Linked DNA regions of Mus musculus: regions 1 and 3 are each linked to region 2. A link is a contact called in public promoter capture Hi-C data. All regions are on one chromosome and are shown on one strand. The core of a region is the stretch at or near the end of the contact, and the rest is flanking DNA. Distances in the headings are between cores, read along the strand shown. Region 1 holds the start of Klhl33 (kelch-like 33). Region 2 holds the start of Otx2os1 (orthodenticle homeobox 2 opposite strand 1). Region 3 holds the start of Olfr750 (olfactory receptor 750).

Evidence for each region. Promoter capture Hi-C pulls out the DNA fragments that hold promoters and counts their contacts.
Region 1: a contact with region 2 is called in a promoter capture Hi-C map of stem cell-derived epiblast-like cells, with 3 times the contacts expected there. The contact joins the promoter of Klhl33 here to the promoter of Otx2os1 in region 2. A contact is called at or near these places in 3 of 39 promoter capture datasets (liver and stem cell-derived epiblast-like cells).
Region 3: a contact with region 2 is called in a promoter capture Hi-C map of hippocampal neurons, with 2.7 times the contacts expected there. The contact joins the promoter of Olfr750 here to the promoter of Otx2os1 in region 2. A contact is called at or near these places in 2 of 39 promoter capture datasets (embryonic stem cells and hippocampal neurons) and 2 of 115 datasets of contacts at active chromatin or transcription factors (astrocytes and embryonic stem cells).

What each region holds. Positions count from the first base shown.
Region 1 is chr14:50,895,906-50,898,820 of GRCm38.p6, forward strand. Klhl33 (kelch-like 33) reads right to left here and starts at 1,578. Exons shown (of 4, transcript NM_001370764.1): 1 at 543-1,578. The coding sequence starts at 1,278.
Region 2 is chr14:48,667,873-48,670,572 of GRCm38.p6, forward strand. It overlaps Otx2os1 (orthodenticle homeobox 2 opposite strand 1), which reads left to right and starts at 1,416. Exons shown (of 5, transcript NR_029384.1): 1 at 1,416-1,524; 2 at 2,422-2,577.
Region 3 is chr14:51,069,935-51,072,934 of GRCm38.p6, forward strand. It overlaps Olfr750 (olfactory receptor 750), which reads right to left and starts at 1,508. Exons shown (of 1, transcript NM_207558.2): 1 at 377-1,508. The coding sequence starts at 1,457. The coding sequence ends at 462.

The DNA.
Region 1 (2,915 bases), core at 328-2,827, 2.2 Mb after region 2:
CCCAGGTCAGACATATCCTGGTATAACTGCATAGGGGATAACCGCACAGGGGAAGCAGACTGAAGTCTGCTGCCAGAGTCAAACACACCTAGGACAAAGGACACACTGGGAAACTTGTACTGATGGCCTCGGCTGCCCTTTGCTGTGTGCTGAGTAGATGCCAAAAGGCTCTAGCTAATTTGTTTGAGTCAGTCTCTTTCTCCCTGTTTTGCTGCCATGGACTGTACTCTAAGCCCTAGCCATCTGGCTGGAAATTCTAGCTACCAGGGAGGGGGGGGGGGGGGGGAAACTGCCTGAACTATCTATCAGTTCAAATCTGTCCGGGTGTCTAGGAAAACAATTCAACTGCGCATGTGCATTTCTTGGTGGCTCTGGAGAAGCACCAAAAAGGACATTCTTGCTGAAGCAATAATACAAAACTATTTCGCAAGGCTAGGGGGTGTGGATCCATGGTAGAGTGGAATTAAGGCCTTAGGTTCCATCCCTACCACCGCAAAACAAGCAAAACATGCATTTTTGGCAGTTGTCTCACAGACTCTCACCCCGCAGGCGGTAGCCCTCTGCCTCCAGCTCCAAGTCGCACCCGATGCCCTCTCGATACAGACGCTCAATGCTGTGCAGATTCTCCCTCAGCTCCTCTGCCTGGCTGAGCTTCTTTTCATTTCCCCTGGCTTTACCAAGTCCTTCTGGCTTCAGCTGGGCCGCCTTCTTCACCCGGGGTGCTCCCAGCGCCTCTGCAGCAGCCAGCACTTCGTCCTGTGAGGCGGGGCCCAGCACCCCCTCGTAGGCAAAGGTCAGCGCAGCCTCCCAGCCCCTCGGGGTCACATCAAGGCTGAAACTGGGCTGCTGACCCCCACCGCTCAGCAGCCTGCCTCGGAAGAGGCTGCTAATTGCAGCCAAGATCACCCGATGCACCCCATATACCTGTCCCCCCACAGACACCTCTTCATCCAGCAGCAGCTTCTGCTCCCGCAGTCTCTGCGCTTCAGCGAAGAACTGGCAGGGGTGCTCCACGCTGCACAGCATCTCAGGCTCCGCTGAGTCGTCGCTGTCATCCTGCTTCTTCCCTTTCTCCGGAGATGAAGCTAGAAAGGGAAGGTTTCCTGAAACGAAGGGGCTAGGTGGGTCAGGCTCTGCCAGAGAAAAGGAAAACAAGCCGGGATCCTCATCGGAAGAGGGAGACCGGGAGAAGGTTCTTCCGGCAGGCACAGGTAGTTCAAGACTGTCCTTCTCGATAGGAAGGGAGACATGCTCCAAGTCTGAGGAAAGGCTTGCCATCTTCCAGACGCTTGTGAGGTTGCCGCAGGTGCCCAGGCATGAGAGAAGTATACCTGAGCAGCACTCAGGAAAACAGAACTGTCTTCAATTCAGCTGTCAGTCCCTCACTCCGTCCGGTGACACACTAACTTTGGGCTATATGGCGCTAACTAACCATAGGGTTCACCAAGTGCAACAGAACCACAAACGCCTGTAGCCATCTGGCTCAGGACAAAGCCCCGCTTTCCACTCGTTTTCTTTTAATCCCAGGCAGGAGACACCGGGCTTCTGCTTGCCCTCTCTTGAGTTCCCAGTCTGCTTAGGACTGCTGTGTACGGATCCTAGCAGTGCCCGCACTTGGCTAATTATAGCTAGCCTGAGGGCTAAACCCTCATCTCTCAGTGCTGGAAGCTGACACTCAATGCACTGGGCCAAGTCCTGGGATGACTTCCCCTTTCCCTCCTTCCAAACCTGTAGGTCACAAGAGTGTGTTGAGTGGGGAAAATTGCAAAGCAAAGGGAACGCAAACGTTGGGTAGAGTGAGCCAGGCCAGAAGGACTGACTGTTTTCCCAGTTGGTGGCTGGAGGTGACAGGAGGCTAGTGAGGGAGTCTGGAAAGTCTAGACTATAAACAATTAACATTTGACTCATCTTCCTCCATCATAGCTGTGGGATTTGGGGGGGAAATATCTCTTAACATCTGCCTGACTTTGCTGTTCCTTCATAACCCCAGAGGGTGGACCAAAAGCCTAACACTTTACACAGCAGTGATAACCAAACTGAAGGTGTAAATCAGAGATGTGTATTTTTAGGAACTGGTTTTAACAGGTAATGTCTTCTATGTGGCCTCCACTTCCCTTAAGTCCTGAACTCTGGTGGAAATCTCCTGTGAAGGGATTATATGCAGGTACCACTAGGACTGCCAGAAAGTTAAACTCTAATGGCTCTTGTCCTTCCCTAACCGCCCCCCACCCCCCGGCCTCCTGGCCATGCTCTAAGAGAATTTGAACTCACTAGTGGATTTCCTCTTCAGATTCTTCAGAAAGAGGAAGCTTATATCATGTTGTTAGACATGCCTCTAAACCATAGAAGGGAACAGAAGTGAGGCTGCAGGTCCAGTTGGACCAATGCTTCTCAAGGATGGCTTCATCAGGGTGTCCACCAATGGAAGCTCTGAACTCTCTTCTCCCAAGTCACACTGCCAGCACTCAGAGCTGCCTGCTGGATACCAACTGATGTTTTCTTCATACTCCACCCTGAGACTGAAGTCTGCCTTAGTAAGGACAGGGTCAGTAGCCATGTAGGGCCTAGAGCCTGGGTTATAGAAACCAGTTGCCGGGGCTGGAGAGATGGCTCAGTGGTTAAGAGCACTGGCTGCTCTTCCAGAGGTCCTGAGTTCAATTCCCAGCAATCACATGGTGGCTTACAACCATCTGTAATAGGATCTGATGCCCTCTTCTGGTGTGTCTGAAGACAGCTACAGTGTACTCATATAAATAAAATAAATGAATATTAAAAAAAAAGAAACAAGTTGCCCGTCAATTTTCTGGTGACTGTCATCAAATGCTGGTGACTACAACCTGGCTAGATCTTTGGTCTGAACTCTTTGCCCCTTCTCTGGGGTCTGTTTAAATGCAATCAGGCAGGATCAGAAAAGT
Region 2 (2,700 bases), core at 166-2,665:
TTAGAGAAAGGATACCAAACAACATAAAGCAGGAAAATATTTAAGTCAAAGCTAGGGGAAGGAGGGAGGGGGTAGTACCCCGTTTTCGATTTCCAACGCTAGCAAAGAATGTGTGGGTCAGAGGCAGAACTCAAACCCAGGCACAGGCTTAAAAACAGGGCTATGTTCTCTTGAAGAGGACCAGACGGCGCTGAGGGAAAAATGGGTGAAGATGAACAAGAGTGGAACTGAGCTGTGAACATGCAGTGTAGGCAGAGAGTCACGCAGCTATGGACTGTCTGAAAACTCCAGCGTCCTCACTGGCTGTTCTTTTACCCCTTAGAATAACCCTTGGTCTCTGGAGTTCTGGCTTTCCAGGCATGTTTTTTCAATTTGATAAGCATAGAGCAAGATACAAAAGAAAACGTGAGCTCCCAAATCTACCGCCAAGGCAGATTTCCGGCCAAGGGAGGGGATACCTCAAATCTCTCCAGCTGAGTATGAGGTGACAAAAAGCCCCCAGTAGAAACAGTTTGTGCTTAAGAACAAACGCCTGGTACTTCAGGCCTGGGAGTTACTAGGGATGGAGGCGCCCTACTCAGAGGCCGAAACTCGGGAGCTGGGATGCTGCAGGGTCAACCAACTCAACTTCTTCTGGTCCAGACTGGTTTTTTTTTTTTTTTTTTTTTAAACAAGAATCAGAGTTTTCTAGAAAAGCAGAAACACGCTGGACAGAATATTAGGGGACGGGGCGGGGGGAGGTGAGGGGCAAACGCTACTGCTGAGTGTGTGAATGGAGGCTGGGAGGGGGAGGGGGGGGGAGGATAGCTTTCCCCTCACAACTCCCAATGCAGAAGGAAAAACAAAACAAAACGAAAAAACCCACCCCTCCCTCACTACCTCAGTCACCGCCACCACTGCTAGTGGGCCCAAAGAAACAGCTCGTTGCCTTTAATTTGGGGACCTATGTTAATGAAGTTGGTAATTAATTCGTCGCTTTGTTGTCGGTTCTTATACTGTATGTGTAATCAAATGTGGCCGTCCTTGGGATTTACAGCAATTAGCGAATTACGGGAGTGCGCACGAGGCTGCAAGTTCTCGGCAGCCCGGCTGGGCTCGGCTCCGGCCTAAGGCTGGGCACTCCGCTGCCGCTGCAGACTTGCAGGTGTGTCCTAAGAGCCTTGGGGTCCTGGAGGCTCCGCGAACCCTCGAGCTCCTCCGGGCTTGCCCAGTTCTTCCTGGCTCCTTCGTAGCTGTTCCAGTCCTAAGGAAACTCCTGGCTGTCGCGTTCCCCAGAGCCACGACTTTGTGGGGCCTAGGCTAGGGGGGAGGGTGAGTACGGATCTTTCCTTGTTACCCCGCCCCCACTGTGCAGAAACACCTGGCGACTGTCCCTAAGGCCTTTCATTTAGGAGAGGTAAACAAATGTCCCAGGCAGTTGTCCCGCGTGGCCCGGGCTGTGGGAAGCAGGTCCTGGCTCTTGGTCCGAGCCATCGTGCTTTGTATGATGGAAAGGCAAATCCACGCGAATCTCTTGAAAAAGAGGTTGTTTCCCACCCCGAGAAAAGAGTTCTCCCCGGTTTGATCATAATGATGTTGAAAGCATCAAAGGGCGAGAAAGAAAAGAAAAGAAAAGAAAAGAAAAGAAAAGAAAAGAAAAGAAAAGAAAAGAAAAGAAAAGAAAAGAGAAAAAGGCCATTGTGGATGTAGGGGAGCAAGGCCTTGGGGGCAGTAGAGGTGGGGTGCGGTAACGAAATAGAGCGAGGGCTTGTGAGTCACTCAAAGTAAATGAAAAAATCCGGAGAGAAAGCGATACATCTACAGTAGGGTCCGGAGACATTAGGAACCTCTCAAGGCCCGGGTAAAGGTTTGGGGTGTCATCCTGAGACAACCCAGAGCAACCAAACCTCCCAGAAAAGTCCGGAGTGCTATAGACAGTGGAGGATTTCTGTTAGATACAGCGTGGGAGGGCTTTCCCCTTCAGCGGCTGGCAGCACACAGCCCCCCGCTTCTCCTTTGCCCTCTAGTCTAATAACTTCGCGGAAATACAGGGCCAATAAACCACCAGTTGGAAACGGACAGTGTTAAATAAACAAGGGTCTCTTTAAAATTCTCATCCACTTCAGATGTCTAAAGTAAGATCGTGATGATTTTGTCACGGTTTGGTAAATTTACCCCTTTAAGAGGCTTTTCATAAATCCCAGAACACACCTTCAGCCAGATTTGAATATAGATTTAGGTTTTAAAACCCAGAAGCTGGAAACACTGCTTTATCAAAGAGAATTTCCCTTTAGCTTAGCAGTGTGCTGCAGCTCTCAAAAGATTGGATCTGAAAGAGAGAGAGACACACGCACACGCACATAGGAGGAGAAAGAGAGCCAGAGCCAGAGATGAAGACAAGGGAGGGAAGGGAAAAAAGACTTTTCTTTTTTTTCTTTCTAGAGGAATTCTGCCCAGACTCTCCAGCAGTTGGTAGCAGGCAAGCTTTCTCCTGTGTCGCCTGGAAAAGTTGCAAAATTGCTCTTCACCTGTAAGAACATGCATTTTATCTTCCAGTCTCTTCTTGTCAATTTGGAAATTGCAGACACCCCGGCTCAGGTACGGTTTCCACAAACCCTATTCTAGGTCAGGACAAAAGCCACTGGCTTTGGGAGAAGGGGGGTGGAGAGGGTGGGCTGCTTCACAGAAACCCTTAGAAGCTTGATGGGAGAAAAAGACTCC
Region 3 (3,000 bases), core at 258-2,757, 2.4 Mb after region 2:
GGTTGATCAGTTTGAAGAAAGAATAGTTGGTTGGCCTATAACTGTTGTGTCTATCAGCTGGGGGCCTATTGGCAAGGGGGAAAAAAGCCTTCCAGGCCTTTGTTTTAAGCTGCCAAGTTTTTGTAACAGATCAGGAGGGTAAGAAAAGACAGCAATGTTGGAAGTTGGTCACCTTTATTACCTAGCTGTGGTCCCTCTCCCTGTCTACCTACCAGAGAATCTCTGTCTGACTCCTAGTCTCACATGGCATACCCCATATTCCCCACATAGGCACATAATTAATAAAATAAGATATTGAAAATAGTGTGAGTTGTTATTACGACGCATAATATAGAGTTAATTCATTTTGCTTGAAAGAGAAATGTAGGCTTGTTCTCCTTGAAGCTCGTCCTGGCTCCTCTCATGATGAAGGAAAAGCTGGCAATGGAGATGTGTGGACCTGAGACTGAGTCCCCACGCTTTCAACTGGCTGTCTTCTTTCTCAAACTATCCCCAAGTAAAGACTGTTCTAACAGCTTGGCGACTACCTTCCTGAACATCTCTTTCAAAGCTTCCTTGACTTGATCGTTGCGCAAGGCATAGATAAAAGGATTCAGCAGAGGGGTCACAAATGTTGTTATCACGGTTACAGACCAGTTAGTATCCACAGAGCCGCTCTGGGATGGCCTTACGTAGAGGAAAATGGCACTTCCATAGAAGAGGGTTACCACCATCAAGTGAGAAGTACAGGTGGAGAAAGCCTTCTGCCGACCGGAAGCAGAGGGGATGCGCAGGACCGCCAGGACTATGTGGCCATAGGACGCACCAGTAATGGTGAGCGAGGACATGATGACAAGAAAGGCCAGGACAAAGTCAGCCTCCTCCAGTCTCGTGGTGTTGGTACATGCCAGGTGAAGCAAGGGTCCACTGTCACAGAAGAAGTGCTGAACCACAGCACCCTGTTTGCAGAAAGGAAGCAAGGCCACAGCCACTGTGGGGCCAAGCACAGGGAGGAGTCCCCCCATCCAGCAGGCCAAGGCCACCCGAAAGCACACGGCTCCATTCATTAGCAAGGGGTAATGCAGAGGACGGCAGATGGCCAGGTAGCGATCCACAGACATGACGGCCAACAGTAGGAACTCAGAGGCCCCCAGAAAGAAGTAAAAGTAAAACTGAGTGATACAGGCAGCAAAGGAAATGGTGTGCCGTCTCGAGAGGAAATTGCTCAGCATCTTCGGAATGATGACAGAAGTGATCAGAATCTCGAGGCAGGACAAGTTAGCCAGGAAGAAATACATGGGTGTCTGCAGGCGGTGATCCGCCCCCACCAAGACAACAATCAACGTGTTGCCTGTTAGAGTCAACAGGTAAACGAAAAGGAACACGGAGAACACTTCCGCTCCTGTGCTGTTGAGATTCGGGAAGCCTGCCAGGACAAACTCCGTAGTGCCGACACTCTGGTTCGCACGTGGAGCCATTATTATCTTTCCCAGCTGTAAAGATGAAACGACGTTCTATCACCCATCCTGAAACTCAGAGAAATTTCCCCTAAAGGGTAGCCACGTCTTAGGAAAGCGTCCGGAGTCTATATCTTCAACGATCTTGTTCTCAAATCTCGACTGATGGCTCTTCATTATGATGGGGAAAGTATCTCTGAACATCAGAGTTGGGTGAAAATACGAGAATGAGATTTTGTGAAGAAACAGAGCTCCGGCTGATTTCCTGCTTTAGAATTCTTGCTGTTTACACACACCCCGGTCTCCTACGCTCTGCTTTTCAATTACAAACTTTGGTAAGGAGCAAGAGAAATAACAGGACAAAGGATTCAAAAGTTTCCTGTGTCAACCTAACGAACTGGCAGAGAAAATCAGGACGAAAGTCAAAGCCCAGGCTTGGCTTGCCCCACGTTTGGAAGCGGATCAAGAGATGGGGTCCTTGCTTGGGTTTCAGTTACCCAGTTAAACAATTAGCTGCAGAGACCAGGGTATTTGATACACCAATTCTCCCCTTTTATGGAGAATTTTCACAATAAACCAAGAACCTAACTAAACTCAGATTGACACAAACTACTTGCATTTCTGAAGTAAGTGTAGTACACATAAAGGAGGCTGACTATAGCAAGAAGCCATATTGATCCATTCACTTACTCGGTTGCATTCAAGCTAAGTGCCCCGGCTAACATTAATATCAGCCCATGAGGCCTTTTTTCAATTTGTGACATTTTCCCTTCTGAGACAGAATCTGAAGCCTTTTCAAAAACAGGCTGTCAGAAACAGAATTGCAAATCACTGTTATAATTAATTAAACTGGAAATGAAGTAGATTCAAGCCATTCCAGTCCCACAAACTTAAAAAAAAAAAAAAAGGTTGAATTGATGGTATTGTAAAGTGCTGTCTCTAAAAGTCTCCACTAAAAGATAACAGAAAACACAAACTAAAGAAAAGAAAAAACTAAAGACTCTCAGTAGCAAAACATCAAGGTTGATTTTCAGAGCGTTGATTTTTCTCTAGCTAAATTGTTCCGAACACACCCCATTCTTGCAGTGACATTTTAGGACAACGGTCCCATTCCCAGCAGATGTTAGACTCCTGACTCTCTACTCTGGTCCCCCTTCTCACCTCTGGATCTCAGATGCGGGAGTGGGAAGCACGTGCCCCTTTCGTCTAGGATACAGGAGCTTTGTGGTTATCCGCCTTAGGGGCTCATCGCTGGCACTTCTCCCTCCAGCATCTACAGAAATCGCACTGCGCAGGTCAGGACTACAGTTTTACCTCTGCTCTCACCATGTGCCGCATTCTGTATTTAGCGATTCAAAGACAGGCCATGTTGCTGGATCACTGTCCAATGCCTAACATGACAGAAAAATTAGGGCTTGTGACCAGTAGCGAAGAAATGCTACTGATATGTACAGAATGCTAGGAAGAACGTGAAACACGAGCCTTAGAGGGTAAGTAGTGCTCTCAAGAAAGAGATGCCTAAAATATAGGACTGAGCACTTGAGGGGACAAGAACACTTCCACG